Linked DNA regions of Sus scrofa: region 1 is linked to region 2. Evidence: chromatin contacts called from public HiChIP or PLAC-seq data. All regions are on one chromosome and are shown on one strand. Each heading gives the region's core, a stretch centred on a gene start, on an enhancer-like site or on the middle of the called end of the contact. The rest is flanking DNA. Distances are from core to core; before and after follow the strand shown.

What was found. HiChIP or PLAC-seq counts read pairs in DNA pulled down with a chosen protein or histone mark.
Region 1: a contact with region 2 is called in an H3K27ac HiChIP or PLAC-seq map of alveolar macrophages. The contact joins the promoter of UBE2S here to the promoter of PPP1R12C in region 2. A contact is called at or near these places in 1 of 5 promoter capture datasets (liver), 3 of 47 Hi-C or Micro-C datasets (embryonic fibroblasts and liver) and 1 of 2 datasets of contacts at active chromatin or transcription factors (alveolar macrophages).

What each region holds. Positions count from the first base shown.
Region 1 is chr6:59,567,824-59,574,892 of Sscrofa11.1, reverse strand. It overlaps UBE2S (ubiquitin-conjugating enzyme E2 S), which reads left to right and starts at 4,409. Exons shown (of 4, transcript XM_021095037.1): 1 at 4,409-4,956; 2 at 5,579-5,726; 3 at 7,007-7,069. The coding sequence starts at 4,954.
Region 2 is chr6:59,343,568-59,349,631 of Sscrofa11.1, reverse strand. It overlaps PPP1R12C (protein phosphatase 1 regulatory subunit 12C), which reads left to right and starts at 2,455. Exons shown (of 20, transcript XR_002344812.1): 1 at 2,455-2,888.

The sequences.
Region 1 (7,069 bases), core at 3,160-5,659, 220 kb before region 2:
TCACCACAATGCCAGATCCTTAATCCACTGAGCGAGGGCAGGGAACCGAGTCCTGGTGGATGCCAGTCGGATTCGTTGCCACTGAGCCGCAACGGGAACTCCCACCACAACCAACCCTACATGTTCGCTGCCCCTAAAAGAAATCTACCCATTAGCTTTCACCTCCTCATCCCCAGGCCCAGGCCGTCACTAATCCACTGTGTGTGCGTGTGGTTGCGACTGTTCGGGACATTTCACGTCAACGGGATCGCATAACCTGGTGCTGTGTGACTGGCTTCTCTCCCTTAGCAGAGAGGTGAGGAGGCTCATCCATCACGCAGCGTGTCAGTACCGCGTCCTCTCTCTGGCAATGCGACATTTCATTGTCTGAGCATACACACCACAGCGGTTTGTTTATCCACTCCCCAGCTGCTGAACATGTGAGAGGGCTTTTTTGTTTGTTGACTTTAGGTTCTCTTTCTTTTTGCCACAGACATCCTGGGACCAGGGACTGAACATGCACCACAGCGACCACCCAAGCCACAGCAGTGACTGAACCTGCTGCACCACCTTCGGGCTGTTCTAAGTTAGGCTGCTATGAACATCCGTGTATGACTTTCTGTGTGGACATGTTTCATTTCTAGGAGGGGAACGGCTGGGTCATCTGGCAACTCTTGGTTTAACCACCAGAGGAACTAACTGCCAGGCTGTTTTCCGAAGCATCCGCACCAGGCGTCCTTCTCTCCTGCTTCGTGAGGTCCCCATTTTCCCGCATCCTCCCCAAGACCATCGTCACCGCACTTTCCATCAGCACTTTCCATCACAGCCGTCCTGGCTGCGGCAAGCAGCATCTCACTGGGGTTTTGATTTGCATTTCCCCTTGAACTTCTGGCCATGTGCTTGCTGGCCATTTATACATCTTCTTTGACCACTAGCACATCTCTTCTTGGGGTTTTTTGGTTTGTTTTTTTTGGTTTTTTTTTTTTTGTTTTTTTTTTTTTTGCCTTTTCTAGGGTCGCACCTGCCGCATATGCAAGTTCCCAGGCAAGGGGTCGCATCAGAGCGGTAGCCGCTGGCCGATGCCACAGCCGCAACACGGGATCCGAGCTGCGTCCGCGACCTACACCACAGCTCACGGCAACGCCAGATCCTTAACCCACTGAGCAAGGCCAGGGATCAAACCCGCAACCTCATGGATACTACTTGGATTCGTTAACCACTGAGCCATGACGGGAACTCCTCTTCTCAGAGTTAGTGCAGCAGCCTCCTCCCTGGGCTCTCCGCCTCTGCCCTCATCCCCCTTCACTCTCATCTCCACCCAGCAGTCAGAGTGACCTGGAAAGACCTGAGTCAGACACAGCGTTGCTCTGCTCCAACACTGCAGTGGCTCCCTCTTCCCTCAGAGACAAGACCACAGTCCCAACCAGGCCCTGCAGGACACCCCCTCCCCAAGCCCGGGCACACCCTCTTGGCCTCCTGGCACTGCCTCGACTCTGCTAGGCCTTCGTTCCAGCGGTTCCCCAGGCCCAGAACGCTCTTCCCAGATAAGCTGGTCGCTTACTTCCTGTGTTCACGTGACACCTGCTTCGCGAGGCCTCCCTGGCCCCCTGGCTTCCGCATAACCTGTCCCCCCAGCCCCTCCCTGCCCTACTTCTCTCTTCTCCCACAGCACTCCCTCCCTCCTAACACAGCAGGTATTTTACTTATTTGCCAGGTTTCACCTTTGTGCCCAGCCTTCCTCACCACAGTGAGCTCCACAAGAGCAAGGATCTTTGTCTCTCTGCGGACAGAGCCCAAGCGCCCAGAAGGCTGCCTGGCACATGGCAGGTGCTCAGTAGGTACTGGCTGAAGGAGCGCCTTGATCTGTCTGGCACTCTGCTAGGGGCGAAGGACAGAGTCCCCGATCTGCTGGGGCAGCACTCGTCAGAGGATCAGGGACCAAAAATAAGTATTCATTCCAATGGACCAGGAAGAACGAGGGAGACGTGAACAAAGCAGAGGAGGAGAGGTGAGGGCTCCTCTGAGAGGTGACATTATAAGGTGAGTCTAGGCCATGAGGGGGACAAGGAGAGAACAGGTGGGGGGGGGCCTCTCCAGGCATGGGGGACACAGATGTGACATCCTCAGGTCAGACAGAGGAAGGCCAAGGGGGCCTCAGGGCGAGGGTGCGTATGGATCTTGTGGGAGTTTCGGATGCCTTCAGAATGCGGCGTGTTGGGGGCTCTTGAAAGCTTTTCAGCAGAGGTGGGGCCTGTGGGCATTTCAAGCTCAGGTAAAGGGCAGCCTTCCCAGACGGCGAACTCCAGCCATAAGCGAAGTCCGATTGGCACACAGCCACCCCCTTCCATCTCCTACGCTGCTCCGACGCGACGGCAGCAGAACAGAGCAGGGTGGGACAGAGAAGAACGCCCAGCAAAGGCAAGAACTTTACTGAGCCGCGCAGACCCCAATTTTAAGACGACGGGCAATTCCTAACTTTTCCCTCAGGCCCTGACTTCGCCGATTCCCATCAGGCCTCCCATCCCCACTGCCACCAACCTGCTGGAAGCTGCCATCACCTCCAGGGGCCTCTCTCTGTCCCTGCCCACCGCCCAGTCAAAACCTCCACTGGCTCCCCAGGGCTTGCAAACAACACCTGGCCCACCTGGGCCTAGGCCAGTGGGGCAACGGCTGCCCCTCTTACCTCTGTCGTCAGCACCTCTGACCCGGCCTCCTAGGGGTGACCTAAACACACCATCCACTCACCTCGCCTTTGCATGGACTGTTCCCTTTTCTGGAATGCTCTTCTTTTTTTTTTTTGCTTATCAGGACCCCACCTGCAGCATATGGAAGTTCCCAGGCCAAGAGGTGATGCCGAGCTACAGCTGCCGGCCTACACCACAGCCATGGCAAGGCCAGATCCAAGCCACATCTGCGAGCTACACCCCAGCTCACCGCAAGGCCGGACCTTTAACCCACTGAGCGAAGCCAGGGATGGAACCCCCATCCTCATGGATATTCGTCGGATTCATTTCTCCTGCGCCACATGGGAACTCCCTGGAATGCTCTTCACCTAGACCTTCCTGCAGCCGCCATCATCCTGCCTCAGACCCCCGCCCCCTCCCTTCCTACGCCCCTGGCCCCGACTTACTGTTCGGCAAAGGCTGTGTTCCTGGCGGGGTACACTGGCTCACTGTCTGGTTCTCCAGGAGCGCGGGGTGCTGTCCCTTTTACACTCTGCTGCATCCCCACAGCATCCTGCCTGCCCCATGGTAGGTGCTCAGAAAAAGCGGACTGAATGCATGCGGGAGTCCGGGGGGCATCCCACGACACGCGCCCCACAGGGCCGTGGCAAGGGCTCGGGGGACCCCGGCGGCGCGGGCCCGGTCAGCGCGGAGGACGCCACCACCGCTCCCCGGTTCGCCATAAGTCACCGTCGGCTGGGACAGCTCAGCTGCACCGCCGCCTCTGCTTGTCCCCACGGGGGACCCTGGGCAAGTCACTCGACCCCCCTCTTCCTTCGGGGTCCTCGTGTGTTAACGGGGCGGGAAGGTCCGCATTCAGCGGGCGGAACCTGCAGGTCGGGTGCGGGGCGCCCGCGCGCCCCTCCGGCGCACGAAGACCGCGAGGCTGTGGGAGTCTCGGCACCGTCCTGCTCCCTCTTCCTGAAGCTGGGCCCCCGACGGGACACCGTGGCCCAGCTGGACGCTCCGCTCCGGGGCTGAGCGGCCCTGAGGCGGGCGCCGCGGCCGCACCGCACCGGGGCCAGGCAGGCCGCGCAGCTCCTCGGCCTCCGGCTCTCCGGACAGGGTCCCCCCGGGGCACCCCGGGCCGCTTCCCCCGACAGGCGGAGGGAGCCCCGGCCGGGGCGCGGCCGGCCGGGGGCCCTGGTCAGTCACAAGAAGGACCGCGCCCTGAACAAGGCCAGGGGACTCTTCCTCTTCTCACAGGAGTAAACTGACGCCCGGCGTCGCAACCGAGGCCTGGCCGGGGCCAGAGGTCACACATGGGGGTGGGGGTGGGGCCGGTCGTGGAACCTCTGCCAACACAGGACACGGGTCATAGGTCATTGCCAGCACAAAATGGCGCCTCGCAGAAATACGTCTATCAATTCGCGGTGCCCACCCCCGCCACAGGCTGAGGAAGGGGCGCAGGCGTCCGGGCACACTCATCTGCATACACAGAAACGAACGAAGTTAATTGGCTGCGAGCGCCTGGGTCCGCGGTAGGGAGGACTCCCATTGGTTGCTCTCCAATTCTCCCGTTCCCTACTGGAGAAGGCCCCAGTACGCCTTCTCCAGTAGGGATTGGCCTCCGCGTGTCTCATGACGCCACGCCACGATTGCGCGTCCCCATTGGCCGGACCGCCTTCCATCATCCTTTTAAAACCCCTCAAGTCCCGCCTCTCTTTGCTCGGCTCGGGCTCCCGGGTCGACCGTTAGTCGCGTGCGCGATTTCCTGGGCGTCAGGGCGCGAGCGCGTACGCCGGCGTTTCATTCAAACGGACCAATCAGCGGTCGCGTCACCCTTCCCGTTCTCTTCTCTACTTCCCCTTTTCTACCTCTCCTTTCTCCTGGATTTCCTCCCTGACCCCCGTGCGCACGTATTGGCCAGCCTGCCCCGCGCCCCCTCCCCAGTTTCTCCTGCTCTTGCCCGCAGTTTGTCGAAAGGGAGCGAGCTCGTCGAACGCCAAGGAGTGTGCGCACTGACGTCACGAGTCGAGGCGCGGCGCGAGGGGCCCCGAGGGGGCGAGGCCTGTGGGCGGATATAAAAGGGCGGCGGTGTGCGCGCGGCCGGCTTAGTGCGGTCGGGCGCCCGGGGCGGGTTTACCTGCTCAGGCGGTGTGTGGCGGTCGTCGGAGGCAGTGGGGCGCGGAGCCGGGCCGCTGGGGCCTCCCCAGGGCCGCAGCGGCGGCAATTGGGCCCCCCGCCCCAGCCAGCGGCCGGAGAGCGCAGGAAGGGGGCCGGGGGGACCCGCCCCCGGCCGGCCGCAGTCATGGTGAGCGTCGCGTCCGGGCCTGTTGGGGGGGGGGGGCGGTCAGGGCCCTCCTGGAGGAGGAGATGGGGTCTCAGGAGCATCTCTCTGGCGGCTGGGGGATTGGATGGCCCAGTTGGGGGTCCTGGGTTAGGGCTGGGCCCAGGGGCCCTCCTGTAGGCGGAGCGGGAGGGGAAGGCCCAGCTGAGCTCCGGGAAGGGCTCCGGGCTTTCGGGCCTGCCCGTGGGTGTTCCGGGAGTAACGACACTCCGCCGCCATCTCCAGGCCGGAGCTGGGGTTTCCAGGATGGTCTTCCCAAGTTGAGGTGTGGAAGGACACCGGGGTAGGGCTCGGGCCTACCCGGGACCACTGGGGGTCCGTATGTGGGGCTACGAATGGGCTTTAGGGACTTATGGGGAAGGTGGAGTCATCCGCCAGACCTTGGAGATCCGCTCCATTCCTAATGGGAGATTCACCTGAAGCCATCGCCTGAAGCACCCTGGATTGGGAGTGTCTGGGAGCTCGGGGTGATTGGCCAGACTAGGACTGCAGGGGCAAGAAAAGTAGGGCGGCCACCGCATCCTAGGTCCTGCAGGAGGCCCCAGGACCAAAGGCCCATGGCTCGCCCCCTTTTTTCCACATCTAGAACTCCAATGTGGAGAACCTACCCCCGCACATTATCCGCCTGGTGTACAAAGAGGTGACGACACTGACAGCTGACCCACCTGATGGCATCAAGGTCTTCCCCAACGAGGAGGACCTCACTGACCTGCAGGTCACCATCGAGGGCCCTGGTGAGTGTGGGTGAGGGAGGTGCGCTTCCTAAATCCTTGGCATCCTTGGAGCGGGAATAGGAAGCTCTCAGTATAAGGTGGGCTGCCAGACCTGTGACGGGCACACCTGGTACGCATGGTGCTCATGGGCTGCAGGGCGGGAAATCGCAGTTGTGTATACTTTCTCTGAGAGAATTGAGAGAAAATCCTGGGGGTCCTATCTGGTTTGGGTGTCCTCACACCCAGAAGTATGGGAAGGAATTGAGTGGAATTGGGAAGAGGGTGCCAGGACGTGGGAATGGTGTCTGAGAGGCCTGGGGGGGCGGGCTAGACGATTGCAAATTCCTTCCTGCTGTCAGTGTCAGGGGCTTTGAAGACCAAGCAGAGAACAAGCCAGGTGCAGTCTGGCGGGCAGAGGGCAGTAACAAGCAAATGAGTACCTGTGATCGTTGGACCACACACAGTGGTTCAGCGTGTTACTGCGTGTGTGCTACATTTCACTTATTAGTGGAATTTCTCTTAATCTCAGCGCCGAGCAAGTGATGAAGGACCTAGATGGGAGTTCGGCTTGTAGGGAAGGATCAGGGCGGACTTCTCCAGGGGTGTCGGTTAGAGTGTGTTGATGGGTCCCCAGAGGTTTTTGGCCGACTCCGTGTGTACCTTACGGGAACAGGAAGGAGGGAGACTAGAGAAGCTTCTAGGGGACATATTTCAGTGTTTGTAGGCTTTTTTCTAAGGAGTTTGGAAAGGAAGGGGCTGGTGGGTGTAAAACAGGGGTAATGGGTGCCTCAGAGTTCCTTTGACCAGTGAGGACGGGGCTGGGGGCCAGAAGGCAGAGGCGGTCGGGAAGCTCTTGACCATTGCTAGTGTCCACAGGTGAGAGGAGTGACCAGACTTGGAGGTAGGGTCAGATTCAGGAGAGGACCTGAGGTCAGCTGCCCAGGCTGCTGATGGGTTGGATGTGGGGGCTGAGGCATGAGGATGTTTGTCTGGCGGGGAGACTGTGGAGTTGACAGCTGTCTTGGCATTGGCCTAGCAGGCTTCCAAATAGCTGTGGGTGTGCATGGCCTTGCCACTTGGCAGGGGTGGGGGGGGAGAGGCATCCCATGGGTGGGAACCACAAGCCAAGGGGTTACCTCTGAGGTGGGGGGGTGCCTCCTGGGAACCCAGTCCTCTCGCCCTCTCCAGAATGCCTGCCCTGAGCCTAGTCGGTGGAGACTGCCCTTTAGGGCTTTTCAGGGTGCCCAGGAGACCTGAGCCTCCTGACCCAGTTGTCCCCTTCCCCGTCCCTTGCCTTCCAGAGGGGACCCCATACGCCGGAGGCCTCTTCCGCATGAAACTCCTGCTGGGGAAGGACTTTCCTG
Region 2 (6,064 bases), core at 1,206-3,705:
CCAAAAATAAAAGGGAGGCGGGTTCTTTTGTGTAAATAACTCTTCCAAGGACAGCTGAAGTAACTGAAATAAGAACTGACTTCTAATATGCCACCTCATTTTTCTTAGGAGGACGGGAGGGAGTCAGCTTGATACTTTGTAAATGTTCTCAGCACATCCCTTTATTTGAACTGTCTTTATGATGCAGAGGAGTGTTTGTCTTTCTGCCTGTCGCAGGGGAAGAGGGACCAGTCCCTTCTAATCTTTCTGAGGTTATTTTCATCAGCCTGAGGAGGGCCTGAGGTTCCAAGGTTAAGCATCAAAATTCCAGTGTTAGCATTCAGAGAAAACAGCAGGCTTGAGCAGTGAAAAAGCCTTCACCAAGGAAAAGAGACGTGCAGAAGAGAATTTAACGAGTGGAATATGAAAATGCCTGTACAGAGCCAACAGCGCCTGCCTGTGAGAAAGGCATGTACAGCAGCTCCACAACTCAAGAGGCAGAGAGGAAGAGAGCTAGCCCAGGTCCCAGAGCTAGGAAGTGGGTGGAGTCAAGACTCAAACCCGGGCCTGGCTAAATCAGAGCTGGTATTAACCATTTGTCATAAAGAGGTGAAAAGTCTAAATATAGCCGTCAGAAGTAAAGATTGCCAATAGAGCTTGTGGTGGGAACACATCCCATCGTAGGTTGTGGGGGTTAAGTGGAAATTCCATATTATGTCTCCCAAATGAATAAAGGCCGCAAACAGATAGACGCTCTACACCAAAGCTTACAGACACCATAAACACGAGCACCCAAATCAGGTTGCATTCAACTGCAGACGCGATCACAAAACACCCAAAAATCACCGTTTCGCGCAGGCACAGAAATATACATAACCACAGATGGATGATTAATCTCCCTGGGTGTGTAGGTTGAGTGGGACTCAACATCCCAAGAGCTCCCAGGACTGGATCCCCTTCGTGCCCATCCCCACGGTCTCCAGATCTCATGGGATGGATTTGCAGTTTATTTCTTTGCACAGTCCCCCCAACCCACCCCCAAGGACCTCAGAGCCTGTATGTAGGCTGCTCTGACATTCCTTGGAAGAAAAAGAATCTCGCCTGTGTCTGCATTTCAGCACTTTTCTTTGCGATTTTTAGGGGTCTTTGTTCGGGTCTCAAAGTGCGTACCTCTTTCCCAATGAGGATTCAGGTGCAAGGTACTTAAGACGGGGATAGTTTTCTTTTTTCTTTTTTCTTTTCCTTTTGCTCTTTAGGTCCCCACCTTCAGCATATGTAAGTTCCCAGGCTAGGGGTTGAATGGGAGCTGCTGGCCTACCCCACAGCCATAACAACTCAGGGTCCGAGCTGCGTCTGCGACCTGCACCACAGCTCACGGCAACGCCGGATCCTCAATCCACTGAGCAAGGCCTGGAATCGAACACGCAAGCTAAGGTTCATTTCTTGCTTTATGGTGCTACGTACTAGCCCGCCACATCAACTAGAACGCCTCATCTGGACTACAAATCCCAGCATTGCTTGCGAGGATATAGAGCCCGGCCTACACTTCCCAGCGTGCTCCACGCCTCAGGGTGATTGCAATGGCAGAGAGGGCCAGTTTAAGGCTCTGCGGGCATTTTCATTTGTGGATCCTACCTCGCAGGTTCCCTTCCCGATGTGATCCAGGGGTTACTCGGGGACTCTGGACTTATCTTGCCCTCGAATCTTATTTCTTGGGGTGTTTGGGGGCTCTGCCTAGGACTACATTTCCCAGCGCGACCAGCGGCCCATTGTCATGACCTTTGTACCGCATACATAATTTCCCAGCATGCCCTGGGCGGTCACCCAGGAAGGCTTGCAATTTTCTTGATGATCCAAGGGTTGCGGACTCAATTTCCCATAGTATCCTGGTGTTTCCCACGACCTAGAGAATCCGTTCTCTCATTCATTCATTCATTCAAAAAACTATTTCCGATCGCGTTCTACTAGGTACTGGGAACAAGGAAAGCACACAACACAAAAATCCCGGTCTTCCTGGGGCTTATTTCTTGTTGAAGGGCGCGACAAACCCAAAGTAAATAAAGTACATGACATGAAAAAGGGGAAAACGGAAAACTTCTGTACTTTTCGGGTTGTCGAGTCCATTTCCTAGTAGGTCCCCGGGGGCCAGCCCTTCGTCACCTGGATGCTGCGAACGGCATTTCCTGCATGCCCTGGGGCCGACCTCCCGCCTGTAGACTCCACTTCCCAGCACGCCAATCAGATTTCCTTTTGACACCGCGGAGCTGCGAATTTCCCAGTGTGCCTCGGGGCGGGACTATTGCAGAGATCCATTTCCGTTTATGGACTCCACTTCCCAGAGTTCCCCGCGGTCCGCCCTCAGGCGGTTGCCGGTTGCCTCTCCAGCCTGTGGACTCCATTTCCCAGCGGGCCCCGAGTCGGCGTGGTGACGTCACGTGCCGGGCGGGGACCGGTAGATCCTCTGGCGGCGCGGGGCGGGACGCAATTCCCGGCGGCCCGGAGGAGGGCGGGCGTCGGCGACGCCTCGGAGCTGGTCGCTCGCTCGCTCGCTCGCTCGCTTCTTACCTGGCGGGCGAGCGGGCGGCGCGATGTCGGGCGAGGATGGCCCAGGGGCGGGCCCGGGGGCGGCGGCGGCGGCAGCCCGTGAGCGGCGGCGGGAGCAGTTGCGGCAGTGGGGGGCGCGGGCAGGCGCCGAGCCGGGCCCCGGGGAACGGCGCGCCCGTACCGTGCGCTTCGAGCGCGCCGCCGAGTTTCTGGCGGCCTGCGCGGGTGGCGACCTGGACGAGGCGCGCTTGATGCTGCGCGCGGCCGACCCCGACCCTGACGCCGAGCTGGACCCCTCCGCCCCGCCGCCAGCCCGCGCCGTGCTCGACTCCACCAACGCCGACGGCATCAGCGCCCTGCACCAGGTCAGCGCCCCCGCCCGGGCTCCGATCCGCCCTGGGTCTGCGCTGCCTCGAGCACCCTCCCTCCCAGTCCAGAGTCACCCTTGCCAGTCGTGGTCTGCACCGTCGATGCTGCCCCGGTCCTTTATCATCCCGTGCTGAGTCCTTTTCCCATCCCACCCACCTGGAGCTCCCCTCTTCCAGTCCTGAGCCACTTGAACTGGCCTGGTTTTTGCCATCCTGCGCTGCCCTCTCTCCGGACTCGAGCCACTGCTGAGGGCCTCAGGCCAGTCCATCCTCGTCTTGTCTCTTTCGCCCTGCTCTTTCCCCACCTTGAGCGCTCTTAACCAGCCTGGCCCGTGCCACCTCTACTCTGCCATCGAATGCTGCCCCACTTTCTCGAGTCCGCCACTTCTCCCAGCTTCACCGGTACCCACTGTTTCCCCTAGTCCAGGCAGGTACCACTTTCCCTGAGCGTCCTCCTCCTCTCTTCTGGGCCTGTGCTGCTTCTTTTCCCGCTCTCTGGCCTGGGCCGTTTCTTCGGCCAGCCCCCGAGCCTTCCATGCCCTTTCCTTCAGGTTTCTGCTCTTCATCCTTGGTCTCTGCCATCTGTTGCCATGTAAGGGTGCTCTTTCCTGAGCCATCGCCCTCAAGGCGCTCTGCTCCTCAAGTGGATGCTTCCCTCGCCTGGCTCACCTCCTGCTCTCTCTCCTGCCCCCTTCACCTGCGTGCCCTCCTCATTCTCCCTCTGTGCCACCTCTGGCCTTGCACTGTAGGCTCTCTCTTGGGGATGTTTCTCTTTCTCCACACACTTCTCTTTCACTCTGTCCTCTTGCTTTGTGTGGGCCTGCAGCGTTACCCTTTTTTCTGGGCACACTCAGAGCACCCTCCTCTTTCTGGTTCTGGGCCACCTGTCTGTCCTCGGGTCATCTTGCTCTCTCTGCCTGGATGCCCTCCTGTGGCTTTGGGCAGCTTCTCCCTCCTTCAGAGTGCACCGCCAGTTCTCCTAGGCCCGGTCACTTCCCCTTCCCAGGGGACCTAGAGCCCTGCTAGGTCCTCTCTCTCCACAACCTGGGCCCCCAAACCTTTCCAAAACACCTTGCTTTCTGCCTCCATTGGTCTTGTGTTCCAGAGCCAGAGTCACTATATGTCCCAGAACCAGGATTCCCTCTGGTTCTGAGGGCTTTTATCGCATCCCCTGCCTGGCTGCAGTGGGTCTTTGGGGACAGGCCACAGAAGAGCCTCTACTCCTCCCTCTGTCCCCGAGGCTGTCTCCCTCCCAGTCTTCCCAGCTCAGGCCAGTCCCCAGGCCTCTCTTCCCTGCCAGAGCCCGTCAGGTTCGGTTACTTTGGGGCCCAGAGAGGACCCTGTGAAGGAAGCGTGGGTAGGGGCACGGGAATGGGGAGGATGCCTGAAGAGGCCCCCTTAGCCAGAAGAGGAGCAGAAGAGGAGCAGGTACCCAGAAGAGGAGCAGTTCAGGGAAATAGAAGAGTCCCGAGCTCTTTTTTTTTTTTTTTTTTATTTCTTTTCTTTTCTTTTCTTTTTATGGCAGCATCCGTGGTATATGGAGGTTCCCAGCCTAGGGGTCAGATCATACCTGCAACTGCCAGCCTACACCACAGCCACAGCACTCAGGATCCGAGCTGCATCTGCGGCTTACGCCACAGGTCACAGCAACGCTGGATCCTTAACCCACTGAATGAGGCCAGGGATTGAACCTGCAACCTCATGCACACTATGCTGGGGTCTTAATCGGCTGAGCCACAACAGGAACTCTCTAGTCCTTAGTTCTTTTTTTCAGTTTTTTGTCTTTTTAGGGCCACACCTGCGGCATATGGAGGTTCCCAGGCTAGGGGTCTAATCAGAGCTGTTGCTGTCGGCCTACACCACAGCCACAGCAATGCCAGATCTGAGCTGAGTCTGCGACTTACACCACAACTCATGGCAATGCCGGGTCCTTAACCTACTGAGTGAGGCTGGGGATCAAACCCGCAACCTTGGGAACCCCTAGTCCTTTGTTCTGATCTCAGCTCCTCAGCTCTTTTGTGGCCTTGAAATAGTGCCTTTTCTCTCTGTGCCTCAGGTTTCTTAGCTGTTAGCAGGGCCAGTAGCCAGGCTCTCCCTGGTGGGGCTCTGGCACATCCTTCAGCAAGTGCCATAGGCATTCAGTTGGGGAGTTGCAGCCCCTGGTCTAAGGGGCCCCCCCCATTCCCCCGCCCCCGGCCTGTCCCCTACAGAGGCCCTAGTGCTATCTGGGACATTTTTTTTCCATCTAAAGGAGCAGCCCACTTCCTGAGGAGCTGCACGGTCTCAGAGCTTGGCAAGCCCAGGAAAGGAGCCTCAGGCTTTGGTGTCCCCTTTCCTCCGCCACCACCCCTGCCCCTCGCTCCCCTGGACCTTCCCAGAGGGGTTCCTAGCCCTGCTTTTTGGGCCAGGCCCCAGTCCCCAACATCCCCCTTGGCCCAAACCCTGCAAAAGCACGCTCCAGGCTGGCCTGTCAGGGGAATCCCTCCCCTTCCCCTCCCCCTCCGTGAACTCACTTGCCAGGGCTTTGCAGGAGGGGTGTTGGGAGAGGGGAAGTCCCTGCCTGAGGTCACACAGTCAGCAGCAAGCAGGGGCTCTGGCTCAGCGGAGGGTGTCCGGGGACCAGCTCATGCTGGTTTTAGCTCTGAAAGCCCCAGGTCCCAGGAAAGCCCCCGCATCTGACCGGGATGTTTGCTCACGGTGTCTGGGACTGCGGTTTCTGTTCCCCGTCCTCCCCGGAGCAGGTCCCCAGGTGGCAGCCGCCTGCTCGAGTTGGGTCTCCAGGGGTTCTCAAGCCTCAGCTCCTACCTCGGGCCTGAGGAGGCCGAACCCCGCCCTGTGCCCCGGCCCTAGTGGGGGATCTGGACCCCCAGGTCTGAGGGGGGGAGGATCTGGGGACCCAGATTCGTGGTCTGAGGGAGGAGGGGCTGGTGCCTGGCTTCTTGGATCCCTGGTGCCCAGCCTCAGGCATCTTTCGCATGGATGCCGGTGCCCAGCCAGGTCCTTGAAAGGGAAAGGCCCATCTCCCTCCTTGCCCCCCTCCCCCATCACCATGACAACCGGGTAGAAATAAACTGAGCCCAGAGTTCATCCTGTTCCCAGGGCACGTGTGGCCCCCCTCTCGCAGCCTGAGTTTCCATGACTTCATGCTCTTGGCCCTCGGTGCTTCCTCCCCC